Linked DNA regions of Cricetulus griseus: region 1 is linked to region 2. The links are chromatin contacts, called in public Hi-C maps. All regions are on one chromosome and are shown on one strand. Each heading gives the region's core, a stretch centred on a gene start, on an enhancer-like site or on the middle of the called end of the contact. The rest is flanking DNA. Distances are from core to core; before and after follow the strand shown.

Region 1 (5,982 bases), core at 1,301-3,800, 43 kb after region 2:
ACATGTGTTTGTGGGTCACTTCTTCAGTGACACCTTGTCATGACACTTTCAGATACATTTATTTGTCTTCATGTAGACTTCAGAAATTTTAAGGCCCATTTTGCATATTTTCAGAGGAAAAAAAATGGAGGCTCTTGCTCAGACATCAAAGGCAGGTTGAGTGTAATGCCTGGTAGGCAGCAAATCTATGTTTTTGAATTCAAACCAAACTCATGGCCCTTTTGTGACATCTGAGTCACATTAAAGAGAATCCATCCCACTGGGAAATCCAGAGCACTATGTTCTGAAATACATCCCTCAAAGGCTTTTCAAGGTGACAGTCCACATGAGAAAAGCTCAGAGTGTCTGCGTTCTCCACCTGGTCTATGGAAGGGAGCTGCTGAATGGTGAGGCTCTCTAAGGGAAGGAAGTCTTGGGGCTGGAGAGATGCTCAGCTGTTAAAGGCACTGGCTGCTCTTGCAAAGGACCTGGTTTCTGTTCCTGGCACATAGCAGCTCTGGCCTAAGAGGGTACCTGTATTCATGTGCACTACCTTCACACAGACAGACACACATACACATAATTTTAAGATGATAAGAATAAATTTTTTAGCAAAGATAAAAGATAAAGGAATTTGTGTAATCCAGTTTGGAAGATAGGACAGCTGTACATTGACAGAATTAGCATATTCTCCCCAGATTACTTAGACATTCTTCCTGCTGTGTAATGATTTTTTTTCTCTCTGTCTAGCAGAGAAGGAGCAAGTCTGCTAAACGTGGCAGGGTGGATTCAACCCAAAACATATTTTCCTTGGTAGGGAGGTCAGGCACCAACCTATGTCATTCATGTAGATCCCCACCTGGGCCCCTGATTTTTCATTCATGTAGACCCTCTTCTTGACACCTGATTTTTCATTCACAAAGATCCCCACCTTGGCCCCTGATTTTAGTAGCTCTGAACCATCTGAAAGCAGCAATACTGTGCTTGTGATAACTTTATTGCACTCACATAAAAAAGGGTCAGGGCAGCCTGTAGAACAACAAACCATTGCCCAACCCTAGACTCTCCCAGAGAACCACTGCAGAGTCAGTTCTCACCTTTCCTCCCGGGTTCCCATACTCTGTGACAGGCAGGAGCCAGAAAGCGCCTGAGTCATGAGTCACATGACTGAAAGTGCACACAGGGCTTCTCTCCACACTTGGCAGGGCTGTGTGAAACTGTCCTGCAAACAGAGAAGTGCTCAGCAGGTACAGGTGTGTGTCACAAAGCCTCTCGGGGCTGCTGTCCAGCCATCCAAGATTAAGCACATGTTTGGTAACCATTCCTGAGCATTGCAGATGGCTACAGAAGTTACTGCGGTTTCTAGCAGGGTCTGCCAGACGCTGTGGTTCCAGAGGACTTCCAGTTTCCATGGTCAGATGGGAAGAGAATATTTGCAGCGGCTCTTTTTAAACTCTCTGGCTGTATTTAGGTTCCAGTTAGTCAGGCTAGCTGGCTAATTGTTGACTCGTTGGTTATTTGGTTAGCCAGCTAGTTACCTGAGTATTCAGCTAGTTAAATGCCACAGAACATAATCTACCCTGGAGAAAATGGCATCCTTTCACAGACCTCTTCATTCTAGAAGAAGAGTTTTTTCCAGGAAGAAATTGCTCTTGCTACGTCCGCAATTTCTGTTTGTTTGTTTGTTTGTTTTAAGAATGATGTACCCTTGAGGGAGGAAAAGGAAGGAGGGATGATGTAATTATAATCTCAAAAAGTAATTTAAAAAAAAAAAAGGGTAGACTCGGAGATGATGCAAGGTGGCCAGACTTGCAGGAGCATCCAGTGCAGTAACCACATCTTTTTTCCAGGAAAGGAGAACCAAGCCCAAGAGATGAGGTGACCTGGCCAAGGACACATGTCTGGTCAGTGCCCTTTGCCTCGGGGTGGGCCTGCCAGCGATCACAGTGAATCGGAAGGAAGCTGGCTGTTTCCCTGTTCATTCAAGACATGAAGTTTGCTCAAGATCGGCGAATATAGTTTTAGACATTTCTCTTTCCTGTCTCCATCCCAGTCCCCAACACACACAGTGCCTGTGACAGTGCCTGCTGCTGCTGTTTATAGATACCACTTATTCTTCCAGCAGAAGTGTGGTTGATAATGAAAAACCTAATTCATACACATTCACTTAAAAAAATAAGTTAAAAATGTATGTTTGAAAACCCCCCCAAAAAAATAGATTTGGCTTCCTGACTCATAGCAGGCACAGGAAGTGGCGCCAGCTGCTGGCAAACACTGGCTTCTTGCCACTCTGGTTCTGCCATGCAATCGTTTCTCCATTTTATCTAATCCCACAGTTCACTGTTTTCATGGCTAAAGTGCATCCCTCAGGCCTCGCCACCTCCCCCGTCACCAAAGCAGAACAGTCAGATGCAGACAGTGTGACGTGCATGCAAGAATCTGGCTTTCAAACCAAAGACCTAAGTGTGACTTGGTTGCAAAATCATCTCACCCAAGGCATTTGATTGATTGGTGGCTTCAAAGGGAGGCCAATGCTTCCACCGAACCCTGAGAATGAATGAGATCATACTCGGGGGAAGCCCTTGTGACATTGCCATGGGAGTAAATGTGAGGATGCTCAGGCCTGACCAGGCAGCTGAGTTGTCAGCCCACTGGGAAGGCTGCCAGCAGCTTGGCGGGGCCAGAGGCAGGGCTGGAGATTGGAACTGTGGCCTGCCCCACCTGTGTACACAGGAAAGCTCCTCTTCCCACAGCCCTAAGAGGGGGCACCACCGGGGCAGATCACCGCTAGGGCCAGCTGTGTGCACAATCCTGGAATGCTCCCTGCCCATTCCTGAAGCTTCTTTCTCCACCCCCCCACCCCCACCCCGTTTCCTGGACTAATGTGGCAATTTAAGGAGGCCATGTCACTTCTTTCTGGCAGACAGCTAATTGCTCAAGGGCAGCAACTCATTCTTTTTCCCAGCTTAAGCTTGAGCAAAAGGAGAGTACTGGAAAGCCTGTTCTCGCACTTTCTTCCAGCACTCTGTCTCCCGCTCACACTTGAGAGGCCTTACAGGAAACAATTGGCTTGCAGCTGACACCAGCACCTCGCCTTCCTTCTCCATCTCCAAAGACTTCATCTCCCCCAGCAGGGGAGCATCTTCCCGTGTTCATGGCAAACACACACCTCACCACGCCCTGCCCACTCTCCTCATCTCAACCAACAGCTCATTTTATTTCTCCTCCTACCAGACTTCTGCTGTCCTCTGACCGTCTTGATTCTTCCTGGACTATCTGCTACTCATTCTGCTCACAATGTCATTGTCCTTCCATTGCTGCACACCCTAGGTCAGCAGGGCCAGTCTGTGTTCTGGAGAGGCTTCACTGCAAAGGTCGCCAAGGAATTGTGGAAAGGTTGGTGCCTGCTTTTTGCTCTGTATTCTTCCTCTGCAGTATCGGTGTTGCCAAGCAGCGGAGTCTACTTCTGGGGCTTCTGGGGCAGTGCAACCCTCCTGCCTCCATCTTGCCCTCCGTTCCCACATCCCAGCAGCCAATCAGCTCCTTTTCCCTAACTGCCCCTGGACACAGAATGTTCAACACTCTATCCCCAATGTTATCCCTGCTTTGTGTGTGTGTGTGTGTGTGTGTGTGTTTGTGTGTGTGTGTGTGTATGTATGCACACATGTGTGATGGTGCCCTCAGAAGCCAGAGGCATCAGATTCCCCCTGGAGCTGGAGTTACTGGCAGCTGTGAGCCACTCAGTGTGGGTGTTGGGAACTGAACTCAGGTCCTCTACAAGAGCCGTACATGCTCTTAACTGCTGCGCCATCTCTCCAGCCCACACATCTGCTTTCTTAACTAAGCAGTTGTTTCACTTGGAAAATGTGTCTAAACCTTATTCTCCCTCCCTTGTACAATTACTCTCAATAGACAATGTTCATGGGATCGTGTCCTGCTCTAGGTTGTTATAGTGACCCAATTATCTAAATTTAAATCTGTAGTCTTTCTGGGTTCTCTATTTCTAGTGTATGGTAAGCCTTTTCTCTTCATTGATTATTTAAGCCCAAAGCTTGGGAACATTCCTAACTCCCCAGCCTCTTTTCCCTATGTATAACCAATCCTAACTCCCCAGCCTCTTTTCCCTATGTATAACCAATCGCCAAGGCAGTTCTTTCTAAAAAAATCTTTCACAATCGCCTTTCCTCCTATACCCACCATATTCCCACTGATGTTATCCTACCTAGTTCAGATCCATCATTTTGTCGTCCTCCATCAAATAAATACGTTTTATGTTCATACATCCTCCACTCTGGGTTTTGAGCCACAGACATGTTCCACCATGACAACTCGCAGCCTTTAGAAGAGACCAGCATTGCTCAAGAAAACACTGATGAATATGTAATTACAAGCAGAAGTGAGCAAGAGGAAGACAAAACACAATTAGAGAAAGAAAGTGTGGAGCAGGAATAGTGTCTCAGGCCTGCACCCCAGCCCGAGTTACAAACATAGTGAGCTCTAGCATAGCTTGGATTATAGAGTGGGAGCCTGCTTAAAAAAAAAGGGGGGGGGGTTGGGTGGGAATTGACTGAATAAATAGAAATGGTTGCTGGGGTAAGAGAGGGGTCACAATTGCTAACACATAGCCTAATAGCCTATTTGGTGAAAAAGAACATAAGAGATGGCAGGACACTCAAAAACCTGGAAGGAGCCATTGAGGTTGGCGCTGGGAAGGCATGGGAAAAGGCTGGAGAAGAAAGTGGGCTGGGCCAGCCTGGCTGACCAAAGGATGTGACTTGCCCAGGTTATACCCTGAGACCCATGAGGAGCCTTGCTGTGACTGCCAGCAGCCTTTGCTTGAGCCTCTGACTCTCTAACTCTCCACCTCCTCTCACTCACCACAGGCTCCTCTAGACACTTCACCCAACACCACCTTCAGCAACCTTTTCACCTCAGCCAATGGATCTACACTGTGGTCCTGGGCTCTTCACCGCCCCAGTTCTTCCCACCTTCCCTGCTGCAACCTGCTGGGCCTCCCTATCCCCCCTTCCAGGGCCATGTGGAAAGCTCTCGGCCACTCACCTAAAATAACCGCCTAGACCCTGGAGTTATACCAGAACTGAGGGGGGGGGGGTTTCAGAGCTGAAAAGACCCCCCCCAGGATTCTGGGTTTCAGAAAATCGTTTTACTTTGGAAACCTCAGATATCTAACTCTTAGAATGGATAAAATCATTGTTCTTGTAAAGCTGTTGGAGAATTAGGTTTGAACATAATTTTTAAGTAACTCAAAGACTGTCTAGTAGCTAGTAAATATAGATTACTTGTAATCCTTCTGCCTTCTCCTCCTTTTCTTACTGTCCTAAGGAAATGGCAAGGTTTTTAGAAGAAAGGGCCTATGTACCTTTTATCTTTGTATTTATACCCTTCTAATTGGTTGCTGACAGAAAAAGTATCTAGTCAATAATGCTAAATGATTCAAGATGTTAAATATTGAAAAATGTTGAAGAATTATTTAGTTGAATGGAATAAAACATTTAAAATATCAAGTTATATTTTAAAAAATAAGTCATTTCAGTGTGTCAAAAAGAAATTTTCTTTCAAAGACAGGATATCATATAGCCCAGGCTGGCCTCAAACTTGCTTTGGAGCTCAGGCTGGCCCTAAACACCTTATCAACCTATCTTCAGTTCCCAAGTGCTAAGCTAACGGGTCTGTACCACCACATGGAGCTTTAAATTTCTTTTTTAAATTAACACACTTTATTAAAAGACTTGAGGGGGGAATCTTCATTGCTGCAAACTAGCTCAAGTTTAGCTCATATTGTTCACACTGATTAAATTATCAAAAAAAAATTTCTTGATGATAGTCAACATTGGCAAACCTATGATTCCATGAACACATATGCTGCCAGTAAGAGTGCAAATTACTAGTAACACTCAGGAAAACCCTTTTGCAGTCGTATAAAAAACCTCTATAATTTTGTACGTAGTAATTAGCTGAGCCTCTAGGGATGCAGCAGAAACA
Region 2 (5,391 bases), core at 551-3,050:
AAGGGACAATGGGATTTAAGACAGCTCCAGAGGCCGTCCGTTTGGTGGCCGTTTAACACACACACACACACACACACACACACACACACACACACACACTCTCTCTCTCTCTCTCTCTTCTCTTTTGCCGACTTATCCAGTCAGGGCTGCCCAGTTTCCACCAGATCAGAGCTACACACAACCGTGTTCAATCTTCACAGGAAACTGCGGCTTCGGACTGAACAACGGCTTCCCTCGTTCACACCCATGCAGTCTGGAAGTAATAAACGTTGGAAGCAAAAGCGGTTGTTCCCCAGGTCTTGAGAAGCCGTCCTGGCGCTCACTCATCACTCCCACCTTGGGGGGGAGGGGGAGCTATACAAAGACTTTTGGCCACTCATGCACACAGACTGGTTTCTTTTAAATTCTCTCTTCCAACCAGCGACCTGCGCTTCTGAAGAAAAAGGCGCCGCGCTTCACAGGCAAGCTGAATCCTGTCACTCTCCTCACTCTTGTTTACGAGAGAGGGGAAAAAAAAAACCCACATCTGTGTTGAAATGAACCACACCTCCACAGACATTCAAAAAAGCTAATAAAAACAAAAGCAAACAGAGCCGGGTGCCTTGGTTCATTTTGCGTTTAGCACGTGGGTTTGTAGTTAGGCAGTATTTGGGGCAAAAGTAATAAGCTAGATACCCCCATACGACCACTGCTGGAAAATTCCACGTCCACTCAGAAAATTCTTTAACCGATTCTGATAAATCTTTGTAGTTGGCTCTGAAACGCAGCTGGCTGGGGTGGAAGCCAAAGCCATTCAACGGCTTTACAGGAATGCCAGAAGTCGCCCAGCCCCACCCTCTCCCGAGCTGCCTTCTTCCCCTGCCTCCACATCTGGCCAAGGGTTCCGGAATCCACGCCAGCCTTCCCGTCCCACCAAAATCAACCCCTCCCAAGTTTTATTTGAAACACCCTTTGCCTCTGTTTCCCTAACGGTTTTTCTTTAAACAAACCAATCCCCTCTTCCCATCCTGTTGGAGGGGTGGGGGTGCGGGGGAGAAAGGAAGAAATAAAATACTTAAACAGACACGAACAGACAAGAAGGGGCGGTAAAAATGCAATAGCAAAAACTAACTGAAACCCAGGTATTTATCCAAAACCACCCCAACGCCTAAAACACTAACAAACAACCTACAAAGCAAAGGAAACTTGCTTTTCAGAGATTACCTATTGCATCTAACCTTCGTTGAAAGAAAAAGGAAAAAAAAAGGGAGAGTAAAGTGTACTCATAAGACACCATCCTTCTAAATTTCACCTCAAAGCAATTTAAAGCAAAATGGAAGGTCTGGGGACATCTTTCAAGCTTGCTTTTCGTGCATTTTGAAAGCACGTAGAGTTTCCTCCACGAAGAACATTGCACTCAGGTTGTTCCAAAGTCCCTGTCCCTTCCACATCCTCAGAGCAAGAATCCAGATAGCAGCAAGAGAACGTGATGACCCAGCTTCCCTCACTACTTTGAGCTGGAAGTTTCAAGGACTCTGTTCTTTGAAAGCTGTAGAAGGCTAGCAGAGAAACTAAGAGAACAAACGGCTTCACAGCCCTTAGCCAGGGAAAGGACGGAGCCGGGCCTGCAGAGTTTCCCCAGTGTGGGAGCGGTCCTACCTGGAGTGTCAGGCGACTGAGGCGGATGCCCTGAGTGGTGGTGGAGAGGCTGCTGGTCCGGTCCGCTCTTCGGGAGGTATGTAGCCACAGTGAGGGGAGGGACCTGCCTCCCGAGGTTATAAGTTTCCTGGGCTGGTGTGCTGGGGTGTGTGATGGGCGGTTTCTTTTCCCTCTGTTTTAAAGGAGTTTCTATGAATCAGTCTGGATTAAAAAAAAAAAAAAAGTTGGTGAGCTACGCCCTGCTAAGTTGGCAGTCAGTCAGAAGCGGCTGGGAGTGAGCCATCAATTCAAAGAACCCTGTTGAAGCTCCCTCTGAGTCAGACACAGAGACCACAGTGGAAAAAAAGGAGTGACATTGCTTCCAATGAGTAATAGGAGTCACACAAATAGATCTGTTTACTGAAGCCCATTTCTGCTCCCCAGAAAGGAGACTTGGTTGCCACGGACATAGCAAAACACAGGTTAGGGTCACGAGGAGAAGGGGCGGGGGTAGGGACAGCCCTGTGTTCGTTAAAACCCCAGCTAATCGTCAGACAGGATTCCCTTCTTCGTCCCCCATCACACATGCCAGCAACCGCTCGTCACCAGGAATTATCCCGTGCATTTCTCATTGGCTTCCCTGCCTGACCCTCTCGCCCTGACCTGTGGGAGGCAGTGGGAAGAGGCCCACCGACATGACGTAGAACAGCACCCCAGCAAGCTCTGGATGCTGGGGCGCTGATTGACAGCACGCAATCCTGGGTCTTTAATTACGCTCTCTTGCCCTTATAGATTGTACGCATTGCTGGAGGAAGTCTTCGAATTAAGGACTTTGCACTCCCATCTTGATGCAATAACCATTTGGACCTTGTTCCACGGGTGGCCTTTGTGAAGCCAAACAGGGACCTGATCATCAGAGCTTCCTGCCTGCACCATTTCTCTTTCAACAGAGTAGGGGAAGGGGTCTACAGAGGCCTCTAATCCCACAGCTCTGACCACCTCACCCAAGAGGTTCAAATCCTGGGTGCCTACATCTAATCCCAGCTCTCCTTACTAGCAGTGTGGCTTTGGGCCAAGTACTTAAACTTTGCCTTCCTGCTTCCTTGTGCATGTAGTGGGAGCAGTAGGAACCTAGTGCACACATATGGCCAGAAATACATGCATCAACAAGTTGTGGTGGATCATGCCTGAAATCTCAACATTTGAGAGGCAGAGGCAGGAGGGTTACTTCGAGTTCAGGGTCATCTTGGGCTACATAATGAGTTCCAAGCCAGCTTGGGCTACTGAATGAGACTATCTCAAAAGAGAGAGAGAAGCTAAAATAAAAATAAACGTTTGTAGACAGAATGACACCTAAAATACCAGCAATTGGTTGGTGGTGGAAAGGGAATCACAGCTTCAGGTGAGTTTGAGGCCAGCCTGGGATACATGAGACAACAAGTGAATTAATTAATTAATTAATTAATTAATGATACAAGGGTGTGCACAGTAGTCATTCAATATTAGCTACAATGATTACTTCCCTGAAGACATACCTAAATAGGAGAAGTGACTCCTCAGGAAGTAGAGAAATTGCTGCAGCCACCAGACCCGGGGAACCCTGTTGCTGCTCTTCTGAAACCCTGAAATCTTCCAATCCATTGCATGCCCCTTCTTACCTGTTCATTCATCCAACCAATATTTACTATGGAGCAGCCTTCCTGGGGCCCTGCTAAGAACTGGGTTAGAGAAGTGGACTGGATTCCTACCCTCTTGGAACTTAAATTCCATAGAAAGAGAGAAAGGGATGGGCAGCAGACAGCCAGCAGAATCTTGACAAAGTTAGGTGGTAAAAGCTGTAAGGAAATTTCAGTGTGCTTGGTCTCACGTCTGTATTTCTCCAAATCTTCTTCTAGAAAAGAGAATATTTTTTAAGTGCATGATTGAGGAAAGCACACACACACTCACACACACACACTCACACACACACACACACACACTCACACACACACACACACACACACTCACACACACACACTCACACACACACACTCACACACACACTCACACACACACACTCACACACACACACTCACACACACACTCACACACACACACACACACTCACACACACACACACACTCACACACACACACACACTCACACACACACACACTCACACACTCACACACACACTCACACACTCACACACACACTCACACACACACACACACACACACACACACACACACACACACACACTCACACACACACACACACACACACTCACACACACACACACACACACTCACACACACTCACACACACTCACACACACTCACACACACACACACACACACACACTGATTACTTCCTTCTTCACAAATCCCTAAGAATGGAATTCTACCCTTGTAAAGGTAAAACTGTCTAGATTTTTCATTAAAAAATGATGACGTGACAAAAATCACATCAGTTTCTCATGTTTTTCCTCACCTCCCACCTCTACCATCACCAATTTGATTAAAAAAAAAAATGCTTGTCTGGAAGAAGCCACTCCCAGCAGTGGGCAGGGTCCCCTGAGAGCTGCACAGACCAACCCTGGGGGAGGGAGAGGAGACTGGTGGAGCCCCCGCCAACCCTCTGAGCTGTCAGGCTGTTTCCCTAACTTCATGCCTTCTGCCAGTTTGAGACTCTCTATTTCCTCAGCAGAGTGTAAAGGAGAGCTGGGTTCCAGGAGTCAAGTCCTGAACACACTGAGGAGAAAGTGTTCTGGCTGCATTTTTAAAAAGAGAAACCTGGGGCCTGTGCATGGAGGGAGGGTCTCTGAAAGCAGACACAGCAGGGGGCTCTAGTTTTTCTTCTTCTGCCTGACAGTGGAGGGGACCCAGAAATCTGCCTCCTACATTGCAATCAACGTAAGTAGCCCCTGTGGCTTTCCAGACATGCCTAATAAATCTCACTGTCCTGTGCACTTGGAGATGTTTAGGTTTGGAGAGAAATGTTAAATGTGTTGAGCTTTTACACACACACACACACACACACACACACACACACATACACACCGAGAGAGAGAGAGAGAGAGAGAGAGAGAGAGAGAGAGAGAGAGAGAGAGAGATCCATATAAAGGCAAATATTTGTGCCGATAAATTTTAAATATATATGCCATTCAGGAATCCTAATATCTCATAGTTAGCCCTCGGGCATCCCTGAGCTGGTTTATAAAATAATTTCAAATTTAGGGAAGAATCTAATCTATTTTGGCTGCAGGTGCCAGTTATCAAACCTCTGGATGTGTGAAAACATTGTGACTAAGGCCCAGTGTTGTGGTGCACCCCTTTAATTCCAGAACTCTAGAGGCAGAAGCAAGCAGATCTCTGTAGGCCTACCTGGTCTATACAGAGAATTTCAGAACAGCTGGGCCTATGGAGAGAAACCTTATCTCAAAAAACGAACAGTGTGACTGGGCTGGGAATGTGTGACTCAGTTGGTAGAGTGATTGTCTAGTGTATGTGAAGACCTGGGTTCAATTTCCAACACCAAATAAAACTGATCACAGAGATGCTTATCTATAATCCTAGCACTCTGGAAGTGGAGGCAAGATAATCAGAAAGTCATAGTAAATTGGAAGCTACCTGGGATAGAAGAGACCCTGCCTCAAAAAATAATAAATAATAAAATAAAACATAGCATCTAGTTCTTGCCATGGCCATACGTGAAGTTGTGACTTTGGACGACGAAGCTGGGCACAGGGCTGGGAACAGGACTCTCTCTAGCATCTAAAGCGTTCAGAGTAAT

What was found. A called contact is a pair of places that touch in the nucleus more often than the background predicts.
Region 1: a Hi-C map of liver shows a contact between it and region 2, with 1.7 times the contacts expected there. The contact joins the enhancer-like site here to the promoter of Emp1 in region 2. A contact is called at or near these places in 2 of 8 Hi-C or Micro-C datasets (the CHL-YN cell line and liver).

The regions. Positions count from the first base shown.
Region 1 is chr8:13,630,016-13,635,997 of CriGri-PICRH-1.0, forward strand. No RefSeq gene overlaps it. Among named protein-coding and RNA genes, the nearest start is that of Emp1, 44 kb to the left of the region's middle. Within about 2 kb of position 2,551, at least 3 of the 6 cell types and tissues checked have open chromatin away from gene starts, as enhancers often do.
Region 2 is chr8:13,587,377-13,592,767 of CriGri-PICRH-1.0, forward strand. It overlaps Emp1 (epithelial membrane protein 1), which reads right to left and starts at 1,801. Exons shown (of 5, transcript XM_027429899.1): 1 at 1,639-1,801.